Linked DNA regions of Anser cygnoides: region 1 is linked to region 2. A link is a contact called in public Hi-C data. All regions are on one chromosome and are shown on one strand. Each heading gives the region's core, a stretch centred on a gene start, on an enhancer-like site or on the middle of the called end of the contact. The rest is flanking DNA. Distances are from core to core; before and after follow the strand shown.

Evidence for each region. A called contact is a pair of places that touch in the nucleus more often than the background predicts.
Region 1: a Hi-C map of liver shows a contact between it and region 2, with 13 times the contacts expected there. The contact joins the enhancer-like site here to the promoter of SRRM1 in region 2. A contact is called at or near these places in 3 of 7 Hi-C or Micro-C datasets (granulosa cells and liver).

What each region holds. Positions count from the first base shown.
Region 1 is chr24:7,433,722-7,439,897 of Taihu_goose_T2T_genome, reverse strand. All of the region lies in intron 1 of CLIC4 (chloride intracellular channel 4), which reads right to left. Among named protein-coding and RNA genes, the nearest start is that of CLIC4, 11 kb to the right of the region's middle. Within about 2 kb of position 2,732, at least 1 of the 3 cell types and tissues checked has open chromatin away from gene starts, as enhancers often do. A contact at or near this core is called in liver, where this site is marked.
Region 2 is chr24:7,386,726-7,392,977 of Taihu_goose_T2T_genome, reverse strand. SRRM1 (serine and arginine repetitive matrix 1) reads right to left here and starts at 1,604. Exons shown (of 19, transcript XM_066982690.1): 1 at 1,416-1,604. It overlaps LOC136786909 (a long non-coding RNA gene), which reads left to right and starts at 1,516. Exons shown (of 2, transcript XR_010826508.1): 1 at 1,516-1,654; 2 at 2,114-6,069. It overlaps NCMAP (non-compact myelin associated protein), which reads right to left. Exons shown (of 4, transcript XM_013184174.3): 2 at 5,867-5,961; 3 at 5,390-5,474; 4 at 4,094-4,878. The coding sequence starts at 5,951. The coding sequence ends at 4,731.

The DNA.
Region 1 (6,176 bases), core at 1,483-3,982, 46 kb before region 2:
TGAAGAAAGAGCTCACTCTGCAGTGTATTTCCAACAGCAGTATGTTTTTATGGGTGTTAATATTTAACCACAACGCCCATCCCTCCAGATTGCAGTGTATATTTCAGAATTTTCCCCTGAAGTGGTTACTGTGTTTACACTGGAACAGACACTTTCTGCAGTTGAATTATGCCAATGTAGATTTGCACTTGCTTACTTCCCCCCCAAAACACCTTCAACACGTGCAAAATCACCTCTTTTGAAAAACAATATTGAAAAAGACACCACCTCATCCCATCTGAGTAAATATATATATTTTCCTGCCCAGTCTAATTCATACTCTCAAGCAGAAACGATTCTTTGATTCAGAATCGATCCCCATCTTCAAGTTTTACACCAACTTCACCAATGCTATGTAAACCAAGGCACAGGCAGGAACAGCACAGGTGGGCACGTCCCATTCTGTTACGCTGTACCCCACTTCCTCAGGTGGAAAAGCCACCACACGTTTACCGTAAGAGAACATGGGCATCTACCAAGGCGCAATGCTGAGACCGTACGGCCATGCCCTTGGAACCTCGCAGAGGCTGCTCACGCCACCGTCCCCAGGGGGCTCCCGGGGCTGCCACCCGCAGCAGCCTGGAGCAGCTCTCCTCGCTCTCATTTCCTTCAGCGCTTCTGACCTCCTGGCCAGAGCTGGCGCAACACCACATTGCCAGAGGTCTTGTCTTATACATCCCACGTCTTCTTTCACATAATATAATTCCACCACTGAGTTTTATCATTTCCAGGGGAAGATTAAAGAACTGTGACTGGAATAAACCAATCTCAAATTCAGGAAGCGCTTTTGCTTGTACTACAAATGCAATCTTCGTCCATCTGAAACCCAAAACAAAACCGCTTTGAAGTCACAGAACTGAACAAAAATAGATCAAACTTTAAGGCATAGCACGGAACTGTGGCTATCATTGAAGCCCAATAACAAACCCAAAGCAATTCTTATGAGGACCAAAAAAGGTCTAATGCATTTATGCTGTACCACCAACTTGTACAGAAACTTTTCCTCTCTCTCAATATAAGCATAACATTCAAAATGAACAAACAACATAATCAATAGCATCTGCTTTTGTTTAAGCATTACAGATTTTTTAAATTACTTTAAATCAGAGAAAAAGGAATACAGCCCCCTACCAAACAGCAATTTTATCAAAACCTAATGTATTTTCAAAGCTGCAACCAAACAGCTAAACTGAGCATAGACTTTTATATCTACATTCAGAAGTTTGTCCCACTTCTGCTCCAAAAAGTCCCGAGTTATTCTGAGCACATACTGGAAAAGGAATGCGGTCAGAACGCCAAGAAACTTCTGGCTTCGATGCTCTTGCGCCAAGGAATTCTGCTATGTAACTGTTTGCCCGAGAGGCCCGTTTTTTATCTTCCTGTATTTGATGCACTGAGAGCTACAGCCCAGATCTGTTACAACCGCCATCAAGAGCTGCACCGCGCTGGCAGTGCAGCCCATTTTTCTCCTTCAGTCGCACACGGAACTTTTTCTCTGGAGGGAGACGAGTTTGGTAGTTGAGTCTCTGTCAGAGCCAGTGCAGACTGATCTTCCCCCTGGAATACATATCTGTGTCGGCAGTAAAGTACCTTTAAATATTGCAAGAATATTCTGAAGTTCCACACGACTAGTCATGCAGGGGATTATCATACAACAGTCATTTCTCAAGCTTGCTGTTAGAAGCCAGAAATCTGGCATTACCTGGTCTTTTAATCCAGGCCACAATATACCAAGGTATCTTCAGTCTCTAATCCTCAGCACCATCAGACTGAATATTAAACGTTGACTTCTCTGTACAAACATCAGTCTAGATTATTTGTTACTTCAACAAGACTATACTAATTCTATACAGAGAAGCTAAAGACATCCAGCTGACTTGAACGAAGTTGTGTTACCTTCCAAACTGACCGCAACTAAGAAATACCAGAGAAGATGGCAAAATGGACCTCACGTTACTTGTCAGGTGCGAGGCAGAGGAAGGGCTGGGCAGCCACTGCAGCACGCAGTGGACAGGACTGTATGACGAACTGGGCTGCTTTTAAGAACCGAAGAGTCACAAGGCAGTAAAACAAACCAGTATGCTTCCTGAGAAGACAATCTGATTTATCATAGCCCACAAACTTAAAACAACTAGCAACTTCTAATGTCAAGTACCTCAGATCATGCAAGAGCTACCTGAAGAAAAAAAGCTACCTGAAGAAAAAAATCTGCTTATCCCACTGCCCAGGAGGCTCAGCTCAGCTGATCCAGCCAGTGCAGAAGCCACCTCCTTTCTCTTTCCCCAAAGCAGTGACTTCATTCAAATTAGATCGTCTTTCCCCAAAAAATAGAGTCCAAGTACTCGTACGTTTTTCTAACAGCTAAATAAGCTAACAGAAATAAAAAAAAATCAATTAAAATTGTGAAATGTTTGTGTTTACAAGAGCATAAAAATTAACTTGACCCCCAACACAATGACCTGCATGCATTTACTTTATCAAGGTAGCACTGAAGTTTACTGCAAGACTAACAGAAACTGACAGACAAGAAAAGAAACACTCAAAAGGATCCAAAGCCCTCATTATATAGCATACATCTAAAAGACTTGAGAGTAAAACAGAATTCTAGAAATCTTTGGTCCTGAAGGCTTGCAAAATCGTTTCCAGCAGCGTTAAAAGGAGTATATTATGAGTTTCCCAAATTGCATCAAATGACTGCAGGAATAACAGTAAAGTCAAAGTGCATCTGATGAGAAACGCAATACAGCTCGGTCTCTGCCTATGTAAACAAAGGCAAAGAAAGGGCAGGACAGTAGACCACCCCCCCTCAGGAACGAAGAGCTATCAAAGCAATTTTTCCCAGATTTGATACACCAGGAAGAGGAGGGAAAAAAAGTTTTGTTGAAGAAGGAAAAATCCAATTTAGAAACACATCACAGAATACTACCTGAGGGGAATAAAAAGGCAAAAACCACAAGTGACGAAGCTAGTTACACCCCCCAATAAAGTCCCACTGCTCTGAACAAGAAAACTGAACTTCAGTCTAGAGGATTAAAGTTCAAAAGCAAGTAAACAGACTAGGAAAAAAAATAAAAAGCAATCTCTATTTCAGTTCTAACTAATAAAAAAAATCTGCTGGGAAAACTACAAGAGAAAACAGCATGATATATATACCCATTACCTCAAAACAGCAGATAAAAATCACTCTCGCCCAGTAAGCTCATTCAAAAAATGAGCAAATTAATAATCCTACATGGATTAGTGTTTTAAGAGGAAACAGTTTAAGGTAAACCAACAAAGTGATTCAAGTGAAAAACAAGCAGCAGTTCAAAACCCCAGAGATGAAAGAATACAGACAGGAGTGGTTTAATGTTCCACGCAGGAATACAGAAAAGTCTGGCAGTATCAGTCTAAACCCTTGCAACTCGCGCCTTTATCTTGCCGAGCTGGATAAACAGAATTCCATGCTGTTGGCTGGGCAGGGCTCTCAGATAAGACGTAAGGAACCAGGTCTGCACGAGGACCGTGAGGCTCTCTGGCGTAACGCCCTCAGCAGCCGGACGGGCTTCAGGGTGTCGCAGGTACGTGCTGGCTTTGCCTGCCAAAACACACCTTGAAGGATCACAATGGCTAAAATATTAATGAGGCACCATTAGGAAGAGAATATAGGTGATGAGGTGGTAAGATGCACAGCTCAGGACAGACAAAAAAGATGCGCTGTCTGTAATATATGATGTTAGACGGATTCTCGTGCTTCCAGACTTGTTAGCTTGTGGAGGCACTTGTTTTCATGGGAAGAACAGGTCAGGCAGCAAGCTAGAATCCAACCCCAAACTCTGCTGCTAGCTAAATCTGGTTCAGCCACATTTAATCCGAGGTATGACAAGACGAAGGGACACCTCTGCCCCCAGTTCCCCTTCGCCTTGCCCCCGGGCACAGCGGATAGCTCGCGTCCAGCTCGCGGTGGCGGTGGCAGTGGCCATCAGGCTGGGACGTACCGGGACGCTGCCCCGCGGGACTGGCACGCTGTGATAGAGGAGGCCCAGACATCGGACAGCCCAAAGGAGTTCCCTGCCACAATAAGCAAGACAGACTGAAGGTCAGATCTAGGAAAAAAAATACACACAGCTGTAAAACCAACTGCAACCTGCAAAGGATTCAGAATACTAGAAGGACTTTCTTGCCATGTTGCAATATAGTTCGAACATTGGATTGCAGTTACTGGAAAAATATAGCTAGTGGCAGCAGCGGGTCATTGCTTGTGATGCACAACAAATCCAAACACTCATTTTCATCATCTTAGCAGCACTGAAAGTGATCAACTAAACCTTACTCTAACTTTAGCGCTGAAAGATTGTTTCTAGGTACACAGCCTGCCGCTATGGGAGTCCTTTCTTTCAAATGCAGCTGTCCTGGGAAGCGTAAAACAGGGTGCTGAAAAAAAGACCTAAACGTGGAAAAGCTGAAGAGCAGTACTATGAGGATAGGCATACTAGCAGATGAAAACAAAATCTCAGGGTCTATTATTCAACCAACCAACCAGCACCTGCTACGCCAGCACAAACCAAGGGGCAGCCTTGGGCAAGTCCTTGCAACGTGATCCCTTCTCACACCAGACATATCAAAGAGTGCTCAAGCAACGAACACTTCAAACATTGCAAGAATATCCTCTTGCCTTTTTTTTTTTTTTTTTTTACAAAAAAACTTGTAATTGTTATTTATTTACATGATTTAACGTCTCTGACAAGCACTCTGACTCCTACAATTCTTTTATGATGCTCAGAAGATTCTAAATAAAACATCCAGCATCGTTCTCATTACCTCAGAGGTCAGTGGTTTGACAAGTTGTATAGCCATTAGTTCAAATTCACCTCTGTTCATCATAAGCTTACTGCATTAACAGGCACTACCACTGCATCATGCCTTTTTCTACATAATCTTGTTCTCCAAATCCATCATTAACCAACCTTCATCTTAAAGTCAACTGCTTTTGAACTCAGAAGGTAACTATTTTTATAAGGAGGTGTGTGCTTAACTTGCCTCTGCCTTCAACACCTACAAATAGGAAAGTATCTTCCAGGAAAACAATGTACATCCATTTACAAACAGGCCAGACGACCTCAGAAAGCATCAAATTAAGCTTCCAGTGCCTATATCACAGCCTTATCCCTACATGAACTATATTGATTCGTGCAAGCCCTTGTTTGACCTTTAGAAGGAGACTTAGAGCTTGGTAGCACTATATCAACTTAGGTTTAAATTCTTAGATCACCAGAAAAGTAATTAGTGCTAAAGAACAATTTAGATAATCATTGTTATCTTAAATAGCTGGAGTCCTAAGAAAAGCATAGGGGAAAAAAAACACAACACAAGTCCATTGCTCATACCTGGAATTAGCTGTAAATACAAAAAGCCTAAGATGATTAACCCATATTTTCTAGGTGGTGATTGACACCCACCCCAACCCGAGGAAAAAGGAACCTTAGCTGCTGCTGCCTCTGGACAAGCCGCACCTTCTTTACCTATCTGTAATCAATCCAACTTCCACTTCAGCTGATATTCCTGTAAACTCAAAAAGCTTTTAAAAAAATAAATGAATGAATTGAACTCCCAGTAAATACTTGAGATCTGACTATTAAACCAGGGAAAGGAATGTTTATCAGCCCATTCAAGCAGCCTCTTAAGTCATCACCTTTCCGATTAGCCACTGCTGTGTTAGACATTTGACTGTAGCAGCAACTGACCATTTTAGGATGATGCTGTATTTAACCCTGTGATGCTGTTCCTATCAAAATACTTACGAGATTTGTCTTGTACAGTTTCATGCAGCTCTTGCTTATTGCTACCTAATTTTCATCATAAAGCTTTTGGAAAAAGCTATGGGATTTTCATGATGTATTAAAATAACTTCATAACTCAGTAGGAATTAATTAAGCCCTTCCAGTTCTTAGGAGGAAAGACATCATCCCACATTCATCCTTTGGGAGAACTGGATGAAGAGTCAGATCGAAACCTGCATTAAATACTAAACACCATTTTCTTCAGTGGAGAAATTGGCTTAATGTTATGAATACAAAAACTTGGTAATTACTGTGGATAGCCAGACGCATGGCTTTCTCCTAGCCTGATATAAGGAAAATTAAAGTTATTAAATAATG
Region 2 (6,252 bases), core at 355-2,854:
ACAGGAATTTAATACATTCAATTTCCTGTGCATGGAAAGAATGGGTTGCATGCAAGCAATAACACCTGCTAAGGAACCGAAAGATAAAAAGCTCAAAATTCCAGGGTAACCACTTCATTTGGTGAGAAAACACCCTGAATTAGCAATGTAATACACTCCAAATTCGTCAAATACAGAATGGGAACTGAAACCACTAACATTCCTGTTTGCAACCTTGGAACACAGGAATTCTAAAGACTCATTGTGGCCCAGACACCTGCCAGGATTAAGTATGTTTAAATCTGTTTATAGCATTTGCAACCTACACCTCAGCAACAGATGCAATACTCACCAGATCATTCAAGAATGTCTTGGTTTTTAACTTTTCCAACTGTCTAAAGAATTATTTACAATCCTGTTTCACTACCATGTTTTGATTTTTTTTTCAATTAGACACCTTTCACAGCCCAGTCTAAAAGAATACTCAACTTCTGATTCAGTGTTTTCAGTCCCAGTCATTGCACTATAAGTGACAATTATTCGGTCTGTAAACTTCCAAAGAATGGCACCAGAAAGGACAAATATAGGTTTAACTTGTAATTATTTTTCTCTTCAACTCATTTTGTAGCATGCTTATGACATTTTTACCAGGCTAGCACATTAGCATAAAACTGATTAAGTGAAGGGATACACGTGCTCCCATGTTTTAAAAGCATCCCTGTTGCAGGAATACAAAATAACTGGGCTGAATTGGTCAACGACTCTCCGTCAGCTAAATTCCGTGTAAAATTAAGTACTCTCAAAACAGCCACGGAAGTCCTCTTAAAAACAGATCAATTTTAATTAGTGGAAGAAAAGCTTAGGAAGAAATATATCCCCAGCTTATTTCCTAAAGTACTGAATAATCTTCACGCCACGGAGCTTTAAGTCCCCACTCTCCAACGCAGGGCACTTCTGTTTATTTCCTCTGAACCAGCACGTCTCACTGCAAACCCCGGCTCCCCCCCCCCCCCGCCCCGCGCTTCAAGGCCCCAGGGGCTCAGCCCGTGAGGCGGCCGCGGCCGTGCCCGCGCAGGGCAGGCCCCGACGCGCCGGGACCCCCCTTCCCCTCCTCCGCCTCCCCCGGGCCCCGCGCGGGGAGCGGCGGCCTCGGGAGCCCCCGGGCACCCCGGCGGGCAGCGCCCCGCCCCCGGCCCCGGCCGCCCCGCGCCGCCTCGGTCCCGCCGCCATTTTCTGCGCGGCCGCCGCTCGCAGGAGCCTGCGCAGGGCGGGGGCGGGGGGCACGGCGGCGCTGCTCGGGGAGCGCCGCGCCAGCGCCTTCCTTCCCCGGCGGGGGCGGCGGGGCCCGCGGCGGCCCGGCCCGGCCTCCCGCTGCCCGCCGGGGCGACCCCGGCGCCCTCCCCGCCCGGCCGCCCGCTGCCGGGGCCGGCACTTACGCGGAAGAAGCCCGCGTCCATCTTGCCTCCTCCACCTCCTCCTGGCCGCAGCGCGCTGCCGTCCCGGCGTGCACCGCGCGCCGCGAGCCCCTCGCACGCTCCTGGCGCTGAGGAGGGGGGAGGAGAGCGCGGCGCGCCTGCGCGCAGCACGATCGGAAGGGGGCGAGGGGGGCGGAGCCGGGCGCTCCGCAAAGGCTCTCCGGCGCCCGCCGATTGGCGGATGCGGGCACAGAGGCCAGGTAAGCGCGCCGGAACTGGCCAATCGGAAAGCGCGACGTTCCGGGGGCGGCTGTGCGGGGCTGTGGAGCTGTGAATCCTCTTCTCGCGAGACGTTGGCGGGGGGCGGGGCGGGGGCGGTTCCCAGGGCCCAGCCCCGCCCCAAGGCAGCGGCGGGGCCGGGAGGGGGCGCGCGGGGCCGGCCGGAGCCCAACAGCGGCGGGAGCCCCACACCGGCCGCTCGTCCTCAGCGGCCCGGCGGGAGAAGGCCGCGTACGGCAGGCCCGGAGCTCGCCCCCGGCAGTTTCCGGGGCTCGGGGCCGGCCGCGGGGCCCGCAGGGCAGACGGCAGCCTCGCCGTCCTGTCACGGCGCCGCCGGCTCACGGCGCCCGTTCTCCCCAGAGGCTTACAAGATCTGTTTTGTTTTCTTTTAACAGAGCAATTTCGCGTAGCAGCTCTCAGCGTTTTGCTTTTTTAAACAGGTCTGCGTGACGGCGGGCCTGCACACAAAGGCACCCAAAGGAGAGATTTAAAAAACACCACCACCCCAACGGGAAGGCGGCTGCCTGGGCAGGGCAGGGCAGACGGGGCCTCGGGCAGCTCCTGTTTCAGGACAGGGGCAGTGCGGGCTTGTTCCTGGAAAGCCTGAATCCAAAGTGCGTTACACGCGTGTCACGGTGGTACCGCGGTGGAAATGTGGTGCCGTGTGCCCTTAGGCTGAGTTGGCCTGGTCAGCAGACTCAGAATCACAGTATCACAGATTTCTAGGTTGGAAGAGACCTCAAGATCATCGAGTCCAACCTCCGACCTAACACTAAGTACTCCACTAAACCATATCGCTAAGGATTGTGCTGATATCGCTAGGGATTGTGCTGATGGAGGCACACCGGGTGGTGGGGACCTCCCAGGCGGTGCCAACCAAAGGCAGATGTTACTGGTAGAACAGCACAGTGAGTTTTCCAGGTTGAGCTGTTAGTGTGGGTAAGGCAGGGATTATTCAGCCAATAGTAGTGATTACCAGTACAGAATGGTTTATGGAAGTATTGTGTGTTCCGCTTCAGTGAAACAAGGTGAACTTCGTTGTTATGAAATTCTATAAATGGAAAGCAAACAATTTGTTAGAAGCAGGTCTGCCTGATAATGTTAAAAAGATAACAGCAAGATGAGGTTTAGCTTTTCTAAAGATCCGGATTTGGATACGATAGAACATGCTCAAAAAACAGCTTTAGATGTTCAGAAATGGAAGCAGGAGGCCAGCTCCTCTATAAAAATTCCATTGGCTTCTGCAACCTCTTCTGAATTATTATATCAATTATTCATGCCACCAGAGTAAGTTACAGAACTTGGACAAGTAAAATATTTACAAGGTTCAGAAACTTCACAAACAGCTGTCTTAGTATTTAGTTTGAAATTCAAACTGTGCTCAAGTTTCATTAAAGAAATCGCAGAGTAATTGAATTAAGTTTCTGCACAAAAATAAGTTAGTAAAAATAACCTGTTAAAGAGATGTTTTCACATCTTGGAGAAAAGTACATCAGTGTATCACTCCTGTCCCTTACCACTTTACTCTCAGAATGGTCAGCTTCGTTTTGGTGCTGCATGATTTAAGAACAGTAACTGTTCGAGGGGGTCATGACTTGTGACAGCATTGAGAAGAACAGCAAGGGAACTGCCGCAAGACAAAGAAAAGCTGCTTTGGGCCGCAGGTTCTCTGTGACTCAGTTTGATGAGTAACCTCTCTCTGCAGCTCCCAAAAAGGAGTTCAAATACCCTACTAAATTTTACTGTGGTCTGCAAGCAGGCTGGAGCCCTCTAATGGTCACAGTAGCTTAGAGCTAACCTCTGGGATTGTCTAAACGTAAGAGAAACTTAATGCGATAAATCCAGACCGTTACTGCTGTATTTGCTTCACACTATGTAGCCGGTCAAGTGCGTGATTTCTTACAATTCAAGGTGTATCTGTCAAAGAGCGGAGCTGTTTCTCCATAAAATGGGGTTTCACTCCTCGTCTTCCTAATACTATCTATCCCGTCTGCCAGTGCTTCAGGGATGCTTTGATATGCACACTTGAGACAATAAGCCACAGAACGTCTTCACAATGCCACTGTGTGATCAGACTCAGTGGGCTGTCAAATATCCTTGGGAATTTCTTTGGTGCATTACTGTACACCCACAGCCATCACACTTGCAGATCAACATCACTTTCAAATACTTTCTACAAGAGCAGAAAAAATTAAAACTATTTCAAGCCTAGCCTGCATTAGGGGACAAACATTTCAGGATGTTTTCAAGTTGTAGAAAAGTAGTTGCATAAACCCTCACTTGCTTTATAGTGCCTTTCCATCTTTTTTTTTGCAATTAAAGAACTTCTCAGGCTCTTAGTCTAAATACTCTAATGCAACAGCAGTAGTGAACCTAGAGCAGCAATCTTGGCATGAAATTGAAAACCCTTGGACATACAGTTCATCTGGAAACAGACAAGTTACCAAGTTTATAGAAATGTTTCAAAAATACTTGAAAATAAAAAGTAACTTTTCTGTCTAAAACCATACATATGCGGTATTAGAAACACAAAAGATAACTAAAGATAAATACAATTTTGCTACTTACAGTTTTGCTACTTCCCATGCTATCCATCATGTATAAAATAGGCTACAAACCTGTTTCACATAAATCTTAACAAACCCAGGTTCAACCTGAGTTGCAGCTTGCATGTCCAAATTTTTCTTCCATTTATCATCAGTCATTGCAGAATAGAAAAAGCTCAAATTCTGAGTAAGCAAAAGCTCCACAAAATATGAGTTTGCACCATTTCTTCCAACGAATAGGCTTGGCCTATTTTGTCTTTCTGTACCCAGAGCTCTGTAAAAAGGTTCATTGCATTTCTCATGGGCTGTATGCCTTCACCAGTTGATTTTCATCATACAGAAAGTGTTCGGATTGTTTAGTTCTCCTCCCAAAGAGAGAAGGCAGGGCTAATTACAATCTATAGACATGATAACAGCTATCACTGTTCCCAGTGCAGTGTCACTTTGCTGTGAGGCCCAGGTCCACGTGAATAAGAACTCCAGGTCTTTTCTCTCACAGGAGGACACGTGTTCACAGTTGTCTGCTCTGCATGTGGATGTCGACAGGTATGAAAGTCACTGCAGGATGCTGAGTAACGCTGTCGCTGTTCTGCCCTAAAGCAGGTGGCATTGCTGTTTTGGTACTCTTGGGTTCCAGCTCCCGCTTCACTCTCATGTGTCTGTAAAGGAAAAAATGAAAGCATCATCAGTGCTGGCACTTGTTGTGGTGTCTCCCACGATAAGTATTGGGAAGATTCCTGCAGAAGCAGGTTGGCTGAATAGCCATTGGGAAGTTAATGTAAACCGGGATCTTTCATTCCGAAGGTACTAAATGGCAAGTCACTGCTTTTAGAACACACACAAGTCTAACCCAATGCCTTGAAACTGAGAAACTGAGCTCTGCTCTGGCAGCCTTGATGCTCACAGCAAACTTCTCCTATGTCAACAGAAGTCCCCTAAAACGAATATCCATCAGGTGCCCTCTGTCAAGGACCTATTCTGCTTCCTAGTCATTCAGTCACAGACACTGACCATGAGATTCAGGTAGCATCAACCAAGTACATTATGGTTTGGATTCTCCTTGAAATTTTCAGCAACAAATAATGAAACGGTCTGTGAGATGGGAGCACACCTGACTGATTTTGGTTCATCCTGCTTTGCCTTACTGAAGTATAGAACTCAACCACATACCTGTTATACGTTTTCAATATGAGCAGAACCACTGTAAAAATAATAATTACTCCTACTACGATGGCAGCAACTATTGCTCCAGAACCTAGCAGGGAAGCAGAAAGGAAAAAGGTCTTATTTAAAAAGTTATCGCTGTACTGTTTGAAGTTTGCTAAGTTCAAAGGTCCATTTTAAAAAACTACAGGGAAAAAAAATCATTTCTCTTTGTTACTTTTTGTTCAGTGGAACAGTTTGGGATACAAGCATTTGGGAGGCAAGGAAGGAAGAGGAGGGTTTAGCTGAGAAACTGGAGCACCCAGGTACTGCATGAGAACTGGGGTATACAAATAACTGTTCTCTTTTTCTCACGTCCTTTCCTCATGTATACTTAACAAATACGAGAGAAAATGAAAACAAGTTTGGACGTCACTACTGATCTAATCAAGGTACGGTAATTACAGCACAAAAAAAAAGCCACCACCCCACTACTTTTCTTACTTTGATAAAGACTTTGTTCTTGAGACTTTGTGGTCACATTTAATGAGAACTGAGTATTATTGATCAGTGGTGCGGCTGTCGTCATCTTGATTGGGCTACAGAAGAAAAAAGAAGAGTGATTTCATCAACTATGATCACTGAATTGTGCTACCAATATTTCATTAATTAGACAACTGCCTATTAAAGATTCTGAGTGCTATTTACCTTCTATTGAGGGGTTCTTAATATTTTCTTGGTGGTGAAAATCTGTCCCTGTGGAAGTCAATGGAAATTTTGCTACAATCTAGACTTGAGCAATGCACCTTAACAACGTACACTGGTCAGTGTTCATAGGATAAAACAAGATACCCACACAATGATGCATTGTTACCCATAGATTACTGACG